Linked DNA regions of Rattus norvegicus: region 2 is linked to region 1. The links are chromatin contacts, called in public Hi-C maps. All regions are on one chromosome and are shown on one strand. Each heading gives the region's core, a stretch centred on a gene start, on an enhancer-like site or on the middle of the called end of the contact. The rest is flanking DNA. Distances are from core to core; before and after follow the strand shown. Region 1 holds the start of Pnma1 (PNMA family member 1). Region 2 holds the start of Ptgr2 (prostaglandin reductase 2).

Region 1 (6,089 bases), core at 1,422-3,921:
GTGTCTGCCTAGAATCCCAGCCCCGAGAGAGAGCCAGGACGACAACAGGTTTAACAACAGCCCATGCTACACAGTGGGACTATGTCTAAAAAAAATAGCTAGGAGAAGTGTCTCATACCTGTAACCCAGGCTCTGTGGAGGCTGAAGGCAGGACTGCTGCAAGTTTGAGGCCATCCTGGGCTACAGAGTGAATTTCAGGCCAGCCTCAGCTACAGAGTGGGACTGTAACAGAACAACCAAGGAACTCGGCCAACCAAAATGTGTAGGTGACACTGCACCTTGAGTTCATAGCAGGGGGGTAGTTTAGTTTGTTTTTTTAAACATGAGCAAAAGTCCTTGTCAGGAGAAAAAAGTATGTGAAGCTAAATTATGCTGAAAAATTGTATGCATGTCAGGAAAAAAGAGAATTTTCAAATTTTTTTTGTATCCATCTATTCAATAACTTCAAACTTAGAACCCTTAGCATCAATATGACCAATAATGACAAATATTTGAAGTGAGGAAGTGTAGCTTGTCCAGGGCCATTCCCCCTATGACTTACATCTGTATCTTCCACTGTGAAGGATTTATTGTGCACTCTATAAAAACACATCTTTCTAACCCGCCACTTCTAATCTGGGGATACTTTTCAGGGAAACTGATTCCAGTGTTGAGCCACGAGGAATTAGAAATCTGCATTTTCAAGATGAGTAATATCTAAAAGTCGCATTCTTTCCATGGATACAAATTAGCAACAATTTACAGTAAAGCTGTCCACAGTGTTAGTAACAAATAAATACAAGAGTTTGTAGTGTACAGCCTGTGAACCGGGCATGTACTTAGCATCAGAACTTGCAGTTTCACAAACATCGTGACAGGAAGGATCGCAGCTTCATGTTTCTCACAGCTGTCAGAGATGTCACCAGGAGGGCTGGCATCACTGTAGCACTATGAACCGCCTTTACTCCTGCTAATTACACAATTCTGTGAATGCTACAGGAATATGCGGGCCTGACTTTCTCATCCCATTCCTCAGAAAACAAAACAAAGGCAGGAGGAGGCTGGCTGTTTACTTTAAGGGACAGGCTTACTAAAACTTCACAGGAATATCAAAAGCAGCCTGGCCAGTCCTGGGATTCAGAAGTGCCCCTCTAGGCCTAGCTGCAAAAGGGCAGCCTCGGCCTCCTCCTCCTCCTCTTTGGCTTCCTCCTCTCGAATCTGCACCAGTAACTGGAAGAGGTTGGGTGCAGGCCCTTCTGTAGCCCCAGTCAGCCACAACTGCCTTCGGAGGGCCCCGCTGTGGTTGGCCCCAGCGATGACCTGTTCCAGGCGAGCCTGGTTCACGTTATCTTTATCAATGGCCCCCTTGTCCACTACCTTTTGCAGCAGAGGCTCCAGACGGATAACGTAAGAAGATAACTTTTCTCCTGGGTTTTGGTAAGTGTTCAGAAATCTGACCTGTGCATCTCTAGAGCTCTCCACGCTCCCAAACACCTGCTCAAGAGCCTTCAGGCATTCTGCCGTGGTTATAGCAGGGTTGTTGGTCTTGAGGATGCGAATGACATCGGCAGCCGGGCCTCGCAAACTCTCCATCAACCGCCGTCTCTTTTCTATATCAGACACCTGCCATTCCTCTATGACTTCATTCGAGTGCTCCAGCCAGGAATCAAAGGTCTCCTCGCCAGGCCCGGGAATGTCCCTCCCGGAGAACAAAGTCAGCTTCTTATACCATATGGACTCAACAAGAGGTTGAATAACATTATCCAAAATATAGTTGAGCATCTCTGCTGGCATTTCCGGGCCTGGGGCTGGAGCAGGGTTCTGAAACCCAAGCACACGAGCAACATCTTGCACCGTCCACCCTTCCCTAGCTAGAAAGAGGTGCAGCCTTTCCAAAAACTCCGCGTCGGAAGTGGGGGGCTTAAACACTACTTTCCAGAGCCCTCCTTTGCCTGGCATCTCCCTGGGGATCAGGGAGTAATCCACCGTCCCAGTGAGCTCTAACAAGGCTGCTTTCGCATTTTCTTCCCTCCAGAACATTCTCCCCAGTACTCGATAGGATACCTGGGGCATCGCAGCTTGGAGGGTCTCTTCGATTTCGGTCTCATCACAGTTCACAGGGATCCCCCAGACCAACAGAGCTCTCTGAGAGTTCACATCCATTCCCCTGCACCAGTCTTCCAATAGTGTCATAGCCATTTCGCCCAACTATTAAGAGTGCCAGTTCTACAGACTGTGCTTGGACTGGCTCACGGTGCTGCTGTTGGGCTTAGGACAACATGCTCTCCTCCCCCGGTAGGCCAGGGGGCGACAAGCTTCAAGCAACCACAATTACCAAAAGACACCAGAGTTCCTTCTGGTCCCTTCCGGGTCCCAAGTCAGTGCCACGGGACACTCCGCCTATCACTCGAATGTCGCCCTTTTGGTCCGGGCAGGAGTGGACTGGCTGCGGCTGTGCCTTGCGTCACTGCTTTGAGAAGGGGAGGAAGGTGGGCTCAAGGCGGTTGGCTGCGGGCTGGAGATGACTGGGTGCGGTCGCGGGGCGTGGCAGCTCCTCCCACCTCTCCCTGGCCCGCGGGCGGCCGAGGGTTACTCGAGGCCGTGGCTCAGCTACACCGAGAGAGGCGGCACTCGAAGCACCGGGGACTGAGGCGGCAGGAAGCGCGAAGGAGGGAGGAACCGGGCTGGAGGCAGCTCTGCTCAGCGCTTATGGCCGCGCGCTCCAGCAACGGCCTCCGTGCAGCTGCACTGGAGGGCGGAACCGGTCCGCTCGCCTCCCCCAGTGTCACCGTGACAACTGTGTCCATGACGACGCGAGATGCGCGGGCTCCAGAGGATCTGGCGGTTGCTATGGTGCCAAGAAGGGGTTTGAGTAGTCTATTCTATGATGGTGCATTTCTTTTTACCCCTCCCCCATACTCGTACTTCCCAGATTCCTCCTTAACAATATTGCTAAGCATGTTTTGTTTTATTTAATTTTGCTGTGGATTTAAGTTGGCCTTATTGATACGCATCTACCACGACGGACTTGTCTCATATCCATTCTATGCATTCACTCTGCTGTGAAAACACTAAATCTGACTTCCGTGAACCACCAGATTACAGTCTGCAGCTTCTCCGTTCCTCCCCATAAGACTAGAAAAGAGGATTCCACCTACTGGTTCCTTTGAGTGTCTGACTTGGCTTTCTTGTCCAAAATTTGTGTGTGTGTGTGTGTGTGTGTGTGTGTGTGTGTGTGTGTGTGTCAAAACCTAAAGTTTGTGTGTGTGTGCACACCCTCCCCCCCACCGGATTACTTCTCTTTGTAGCCAAGCAAACTTCTTGTCCTTACTGAGTATACAGGATAGCAAAACAGACCGCTTAAGGCTCAGAAAGGGAGAAGTTCCCTATCAGTCAGTCCCAGCTGGCAAAAACACCCCTATAAGAACATGGCATTCAACAATGACTTTTTTAAAACCTTATTTAATAAAAGGTCTTAAGATACAGAACATTCAAAAGTAAATAAGTTACATGGGTACATTACAATCACATCCGCAAGATTCTCTTTAGTGTATTAATTTTTTTTATAAAAAGCACACAAAAAATAAAATTTTCGGTCTGGTCTATCACAACTGTACACAAAGAGGTAATATTTATATATATGTACACTATTTAATATGTAACAGTCTTTTTTAAAAAGAGTGCCACAGGCAACAAACACATGAAAGGCAGTGTCTGACCATTTTGTTTCAAAATAAAAGGAATATACTTACTTTATGCTATTAAAATATCTGTACAATAATTACAGTCAAGGCTGTTTCTGTGCTGTCCTCTCCAACAAGGCCTTTAATTTAAGAGACAAATGAAGAAGAGCTCTAACAGCTGCAAATTTTTTTTTTGAGGAAACAAACACAGCCAAATGTGGGTTAGACACAACTGTTTTTTTTATAAAAATATGCATACTTCCTGTAAAAACCTAAGGGTTTAGGCTTTGCCAGTCTAGTAATAAATAACAACCCAGAAAAGTGAGCCCCAATAAAAACACTTAAACAGCTGAGGCTGGAGTATGTGTTGTACTCTTCCCCTCCATCTTTAACATCTGGCACATGAGAAGAAAGAGGTTAGGTGACTGAGGCAGTTAAATATAGGCAATCCCTTTAGACATCATCGGCACAGGGCCCTGTGCCAAGGTTGGAGGTGAAGCGGCAGAACGGTGGTGGGCATGTACCTTAGCTATGAGGGGCTGCTGAAGGCTTGGAGGGCAGCAGTAAGGGCACTGACTCCTTAGATGGGCAAGAGACCTCAGAAACGGTGGAGAACACAGGCACTATGTCAGTTCACGCCCTCTCTGAGCGCAGGTGGACACTGGGAGACAGGCAGGGTGACACGGTATAGGGCTGCTACTGTAAAAGAGGGAGCTCTGAACAGAAAAAGAACAACAAAAGCCAAGCCCAGTGTGTTCATGGGAGAAAGCACCAGTAAGGATGCGCCTGTATCAGCCTCCTGCCACACGTGCATCTCCCCTTTGAAATGGTTCAGCCTCCACACGTGCACGACGGAGCATGGGCCCCTGTAAATCACTGGTGGATCACTACCTAAAGGTAACATCTTGATCTTTTTTTTCCTGGCTACCTTCATCTGGTCTCTGTGAACTTAGAAAAGCAGACTTGGTTTCTTTAAATTAAGATTTCTAAGGATTAGTTGGTACCACCGTACAGAGGAGTCTCAGGTGGCTGAAGATTTCTGATATCACCTGTCCACCAAGGGGCCTGAGCCAAGTATGGTTTAATGGAAAAGAATCTTGGGAAACCTAAGTGGCACTTTGGGGCTAAGCTGTGAAGGCACTCGCTATACAAGTGGTTTAGAAGAGATCCTAAACTTGTTGCCCTTCTACTTCTGAGGGGACCAGATTTTTGTAATCTCGGGACTTTGAGTTTATAGAAGCCTGTGAAGGAAACAAGCAGGGAAACTGAAGGTTAAGTAATTGTTCAGGTATCTAGGGGGACTTTTTTGTTATTTCCATAGGCAGCTCTCATAGAACCATACTCATGCGTAAATGAATGTTAAGAAACACCCAATAGTCCGTAGCTCAAAGACAAAAAACCCCATCTCTATCTCCAGTTCCCAACAGGGCTGTAGACTATTGCCTAGGGAATGGTGAAGGAATCCTTTATAGCTCTTACTAACACCCTGAACAGTCCGACACACATTCACTTAGACTTCCTTCTGTACAACTAAAGTTAAGTGGTCATATCAGAAAAGTAACTTTAAGTCTCCTGTGGAACTGGAAAGTGAAGGGGCCTCTAGAACATTCTGACCCTTCAGTAATTCCATGCCAAATATGGTTTCTTCAAGCCAGATTCCAGGCTGATAAATAAAACTAGAATTCTGGCCTCTTGCCAACTCCCTCCAGCACTTGAGAGTACAGAAAGGGCAGGACTGAGCCCTGCCTTTGATCTCACCCACATCTGCTAGTTTCCTGTGACTGAGAACACTCCCAACTTCCCAGTTCCGTCAGTTTTTATCACTCCTGCACCTAAGAGTCACAAAGTAAGGGACCCCAGGGCCTTGGAACTGGGGGAGGATTTGGAGATGCCAAGAAGGTGCCTTATTTTGGGATAAATGCACTTGGACCTCTGGAAAGCAAGAGGCCCCTGGTCCCTGAGGATGTTAAAAATTAAATATTAAGAAATAAATAAATAGTTCCCAAATGACAAGTCAAGGAATGAAGGCTCCTGTCTCATCTAGTTAGGAGACATCCCCCTCCCAGGGAAGGATCCAGAAATCTCCAGCATGCCGTATTGGGGGTGGGGGGTGGGGGCGTGAATATCAGCATCAAATAGGGTACAGTGGGAGTAACTGGCAGCTACTGAGAACACGACAGGCAAGAAGGAAGCTGGCACCCAAGGCCAGGCCAGGCCTCCCTGGGACCTGCTTGAGGCTCCTTCAGCAGCCTCCTGGACTCAAAGATATAAAATGGTAGCCATGGGCTTGTCCAAAGGTCCCTCAGGCCTAGCTCTGCACCTTCAGGCCTCTGAACAGTTCCCCTCGGTGTAGCAGGCTGAGAGTGGGGCATGAACTCCAAACGTCTGAGAAAACTTTTACAGCCCCAGATGGGCTGTTGACAAGCA
Region 2 (6,089 bases), core at 1,785-4,284, 150 kb after region 1:
GTTTTTTTTTTAAAATTTATTTATTCTATAAGTACACTTGTAGTTGTTTTCAGACACACCAGAAGAGGGCATCAGATCTCATTACAGATGGTTGTGAGCCACCATGTGGTTGCTGGGATTTGAACTCAGGACCTCTGGAAGAGCAGTCAGTGCTCTTAACCACTGAGCTATCTCTCCAGCCCCATGTTTTTTTTTCCTATTCCTATTTAAAAAAAATTTTTTTTTGTGTGTAGGCATATATGTGTGTTGGAGGCCCAAGGTTGATGTTAGGGATCATTCTTAGTCTCTCTTTTACCTTATTCACTGAGGGAGGTGTCTCAGCAGAACTCAAAGCTCACCAGTAGGGCTAGTTTCAACAGTCAGCTTGGTCTGGTGATCCTCTGTCTTTGCCTGTGGGACCTACCTAGCATTATGTGCGTTCTGGGGGTCTGAGCTCTGGTCTCCACACTTACATAGCAAGTACTTTAAGCACTGAGCCACCTCCTTCCAGCTAGCAGCACGTAATTGTTCTGACATAGTTCCTATGACTATTATACAACTGACACTTATTGGGTACCTTCTAGGACAGATCTAACCAGCGGGCGCTGGGAGGGAGAACCCTGATTGTATTTCAGACCTGGAGAGACAGGTGTGATTTTTACCTCCTACTTGTATTATTTCTTTAGAACACATGTTTGGGTTTGCCATCATGAACAATTGTCACTTCCATGAAAATGTATTTGTTTAGCATCAAATTATCTCTGATGATGCATGGAGTGGCTATGTATTAAGACGGCTGAACACACTTCAATTCTTCCTCCTGGGCAATTTGCAATCTGAAAGAGGTAATTACACAGGAATTCAAATGAAGTCATTTTAGTTTAAAAGGTCATTATTTAGCAAATGATTATGTAAACATATCAGTTAAATGTCTATATTCAGTAGGAATGCTGGAGCAGCACAATATATAAAATACCACAGTTACTTTGCATTAGGTTGAGATGAGAAAGTCGACACCTCTGTCCCTCTAGTTAAGTCTGGGAAACATTTATCTCTGGCACTGGTTAAAGGACGAGAAGCAGCGCAAAGATTTACAGAGAAGGAAGGAAAGGGGACTCCAAACTTACAGCAAAGACAGAAACAGAAGGAGGTATTTGGTCTCCTCTGGGGACTTGTTCCTTTACTCACTAGTTCCTTAGTCTTGGTGCTTAAGTGATTTACCTTCATTTCCACATTAGTAAAATGGGAGCGACAGTGATACAGTAACCTAGAAAATAAAATCAAAGCTGGTGCTGGCGCGCACCTTCAATCCCAGCATTCAGAGGGAAGTGGCAGGTGGATCTCTGTGAATCTAGGCCAGCCTGGCCTACAAAATGAGTTCCAGGATACTCAGGTCAATGTAGCAGCACCCTGATGCAAACCAAACCACACCACACCACACCACACCACACCACACCACACCACACCACACCAAAAAGCAGGAAAAAAAACCTTCATATAATGCATGGTATAACTCAAATTAAGCATGGTACAAACAATAGTGACCCTTAGTGTGAAGAGAAAATTTAGAAGGGAGGAAGACAAATATACTTGAAGTCTCTCATTCAGTTTTTGAACATCTAAGACCTGGAACTCATTCTAGGCAGAAAAGGGGACTTCACACAAAAAGAGCCTGAACTAAGTTTCTTCTCTTTGAGTTTTAGACATAATCTATATTCCCCGTTGTTTTCCACTATCACTTTCATTGTATTTGAGCATTTCCTTTTTCTCTGGTTCACCCATCTGACCACCGAAGGAGCAGAAAAGTATTTCCTGCTGAAAAGTATTTGGAAAGTGATAACATTCTCCTACCTCATTCCTCAGGTTTTCCAGATAAAGTGAAAATTTCGGATGTTCTGCTACCTGGGGCTCCAGTCCATTTGATGGCTGCCCATTTGCTGGCGGTACTGGTATTTTTCAGCTACTGTCTATACCAGTGTTAGAGCTTCGATTAGCTCTTGCTGGAATACTCCTACAGCCGCCTGATTCAGTCTGTTAGGGTTTGCAGCTCCTGGCGAGTTATTCTTACTCAACAAACCTTACCTCAGTTCAGTACTGTTGGTGAAAAGAACCTTAATGATTAAGCTGAAAAATCAATACACATTGTGTAAAACATTTTTAAGGAATTGAAGAGAGAGAAAGGCAGGGGGGAGGGAGGGAGAGAGAGAGAGAGACTGAGACACTAAAGGGCTTGGGCCAGCAGTCCAGGGAGAGTTTGTAACTCTAGCATTATCCTTAATTCACTGAAAGGAATTTGGCATGACCACACCCTATAGTGACTAGTCGGGTGGTTCTCACCCTGTGGGTTTCTAGCCTCTTGGGGGTCTCTCTCCTAAGACCATCGGAAAATATATTTTCATCACGGTTCATAGCAGTAGCAAACTTACAGTTACGAAGTAACAATGAAAATAACTTTATGGTTGGAGGTCACCACAACATGAGGAACTATATTAAAGGGGCGCAGCATGAGGAAGGTTGAAAACCGCTGCCTTAGTCCTCTAGGTCTCAGCTTCCTCACCTACAAAGCAAGGGTTAGACTTGATGCTATTTCTCTTACTGTAATTTCCCAACCTAAGACTCAGAGAATCTAACGTGAATAAAGTTCCTCCTAGAGGCTGGGACTGTAGGTCAGTGTCAGAGCGCCTGCCTAGACCTTGCCGGGACACAGGTTCAACCTCCGGGGAGGGGGAGAAGACCGGGGGTGGGGGGGAAGAAGACCTAGGCGACTTGACCCCCCAAGTCACTGGTTAAACAATTTGCTCTCTGGGTCCTGGCGGCAGGAACGGCCGCGGAGCCCCAAAGACGTTAACTTATGGATATGTATTCTGTGTTTCTTCACTCTCACGAACCTTGGGGACCAAAGGACCGCATGCATCTAAACTTCAAAATCTCGGCCTTAGGGGAGGACACGGAGAAAGGATCAGTCCTGCGCTTGCGCACTGTGGTTCTAGGGCTAAGGTCGTGCAGCCAGCCGGACCCTTTGCTGTTCATCAAATCCCGCGAGATCTCAAACTGACAGCCACGCAGGGGGCCACTGTATCCGGGCACCGGAAGCTGGATGAAGCCGGCAAAAAAGGAGGAAGTTTCAAGCCAGGGTGACCTGTGGGCGTCCTCGTCGAGCTCCCGGCGACACCGGCGGTATAGCTTGGGACGTAGACTAGGGGTTGCCCAGTAACAGGTGCTCTTCATTTTTTAAGAATTCTTAGGGTAAACAGCCTGAAGTTCGGATGCGATTGTGTTTGAGGTGCTTCAGATCTGAACATCTTTTGAGTACCTACTGTGTGCCACGCTTAGGGGTATACTTAAGTCGTGTTAAAAAGCCGACACGCCTTTTTAATCCCCTTGGTGCTGAGGATCTAGGAAGTCGCTTTGAAATTCTGGGCAGATTCCTAGTAATTTCTGTGAAAGTGGTTAGTAACAGGAGCTATAGAAGAAGGTTGGGTTTCTGAGGAAGGGAAGAGCCAGGTAGGAATTCTCACACGGTGGCATAGATGGCAGAGGGAAGGTCAGCAGAGTCCTTTGTGGCAGGATGGTTGGACAAAATAAGGATCAACACGAGGCGTATTTTATTAAAAGGTATCGGGGACGAGTTGTGCGACCTTGGAGAAGTCATTCACCCTGTTTATAGCGTCTGTGAAAAGACAAGGATGTTTGCAACTTCATAGCGGTAGAGGAGGGAGTTGTATTTAAGTAAGCTAATTAACACACCATTATTTTCTTCTGTATTGGAAATTGAACTCAAGACCATCTTCTCCTCCCTCCCCCAGGCATGCTGGGCCAAGTGGTTTTTACTACTGAGCTATTGCCAGTCTATTTTTTTCATTTTTATTTTGAGGCAGGTTCTCACTAATTTGCCAGGTTGGCCTTGAATTTGCCATCTGTACTCCACCCAATAACTGGGATTACAAATGTATGCTACTATGCCAGAGCAAGTAAACCCACTCACCCAGTTTTGGGGCCCCTAGAACATTCCAAGAGATAATCTGTGATGACCTCTCCAAGGTCCCACTTGGCTAGAAACAGAAATCGTTCTCTGCCCCTGTGAGTTCAGTGAGCCTCTCCTTACATTATGCGGCTACACAGACGTTTAAGGCATATTTTTATCATTGAACCAGACCTTTCTTTCAGTGGTATTTTGGAATGGTAGCATCAGTTAGAAACCCACTTTCATTTAACAGCAAATGGGATTTGCTGAGGTCAGCTCTGCCCCGATTGTGATGCCTCCTAATCCACTGATCTTCAGGTCTTGAATGTGATCTGTCTTATTCTAGAAGGAAAACCTGTGAATAAGTCAAGGTTTTTGTTTCTGTGGTGCTGGGTTCCAATCCCAGGCGATGCTGAGCGATTCGAGTGTGTTGATTATTGTGTTGTCGAGGGACACTGAAGTCATCATTAATTAATCAGTTGTGTTTGGCACGTGGAGAGTTCTGATTTCAAGCAGAAGTGGGGGCTTTGGTAGCATCCTTTTCAGGATGAGAAGCAGTGTTTAGGCAGACCTGGTGTATCCTCTTCATTTCTTTCTGTGGTACAGGATTAGCAGAGTGCTTTGCCACCACTGAGCTACATCCTAAGCTAAGCCTTAGATCTTTCTTTCTGTACATGTGATCTCCCGTGTAGTCTAGGCTGGCCCTCAGCTTGAGATCCCCATGCCTCAGCTTCTGGAATGCTGGGATTACAGGCATATATCACCATGCTGACTTTATTATACTGTGTTATGGTTTTTGTTTTTGTTTTTATTTGAGATAAGATCTCTCATACACCAGGCTGGCCTTGAATTTTGTTATGCAGCTGAGGCTGGCTTTGAACTCCGCCCTCTTGCCTCTACCTCTCAAGTTCTGGAGTACAGGTGGGAGGCATCACACTTGGCTCTGTTACGCATGTGTAGTAAGGCATAATGGTGAAAGTAGAGAACAGATAAGGAACTTCACTGTGTGATGCCTGACACTGATTGTCAACTTGACAGGATAGAGAATCACTGAGTAGACAAGCTTCATGGCATACCTTGAGGAATTGACTTCATTCTAAGTTAATTGAGGTGGAAAGACTCACCCCACGGTCGGGTGGTACGATTTCTTAGGTTTGGGCCCTGGGCTGAATAAAAAGGGCAAAGCTAGTTGAACACCAGCATTGGCTGTTCTGCGGTGTGGTGTGACTGGCTGCCCCAAGCACCTGGCATGACTTCCCCGTGACGACTGTACCCTTAAACCCTGAGCCAAAACCACCCATGTCTCCCTTAAGTTGCTCTTGTCAGGGTATTTTATTACAGCAACAGGAAAAGAAACTCAGGGGTTGGGGATTTAGCTCAGTGGTAGAGTGCTTGCCTAGCAAGCGCAAGGCCCTGAGTTCGGTCCCCAGCTCCGAAAAAAAGAGAAAAGAAAAAAAAAAAAAAAAAAAGGAAAAGAAACTCAGTTTGGCAACAGTGCTTTGAAAATTTAGCCATTACAGTACGGTTAATAACCACTCAAGGACAGTCTGCTACTGTAACTGAATAAACTTGCTTTTTAATTTGTATTTATTTACAAATTAATTACAATTATTTACAATTAATTACAAATTAATTTAATTTGTAATTTCTATATGTGGTGATTCCATAGAAAATGTCTCTGGCTGGGTGTAATGAGATGTACCTGGAGTCTGTACCCAGTAGGAGGGTGTGGCAAGGGATGAGCTGGAACTCAGGAATCTGAGCGCCCAGCAGCCACATCTCAAAAAGAAAAATAAAAGTTCCCTGCACTAAATGATGTGAGGAAATAAGATGTAACAGCACTGCCTTTAAAGATTCCCACCCCACCCTGTCCTTCCTCCCTCTCCCCCTCCTCCCAAGCTGAAGCACTTGCCAGGGTCTGGGTGCCATCCCCAATAGTTGGGGAAAGAGAGAAATTGAATCTCTTTGGTCCTCTGAATCTACCTAGCATTTCCAAATAAGAGAAGAGAATATAAGAAGAAGGCAGGTTACACCGGGGAACCAGTCAGGACGTTAGAGAAGCAAAACAGGGAGACTCCAAGTGTGGTGTGTGAGTGTGGTGTGTGAGCCTTGAATCCCAGTCTGGTCATGTGCTGTAGAAACATCT

The links. A called contact is a pair of places that touch in the nucleus more often than the background predicts.
Region 2: a contact with region 1 is called in a Hi-C map of liver, with 2.4 times the contacts expected there. The contact joins the promoter of Ptgr2 here to the promoter of Pnma1 in region 1. A contact is called at or near these places in 2 of 12 Hi-C or Micro-C datasets (both in liver) and 1 of 1 datasets of contacts at active chromatin or transcription factors (oligodendrocytes).

Annotation. Positions count from the first base shown.
Region 1 is chr6:109,512,496-109,518,584 of GRCr8, forward strand. Pnma1 (PNMA family member 1) reads right to left here and starts at 2,672. Exons shown (of 1, transcript NM_130820.2): 1 at 887-2,672. The coding sequence starts at 2,178. The coding sequence ends at 1,117. It also overlaps a transcript of Dnal1 not described here.
Region 2 is chr6:109,659,464-109,665,552 of GRCr8, forward strand. Ptgr2 (prostaglandin reductase 2) reads left to right here and starts at 3,035. Exons shown (of 10, transcript NM_001399426.1): 1 at 3,035-3,196.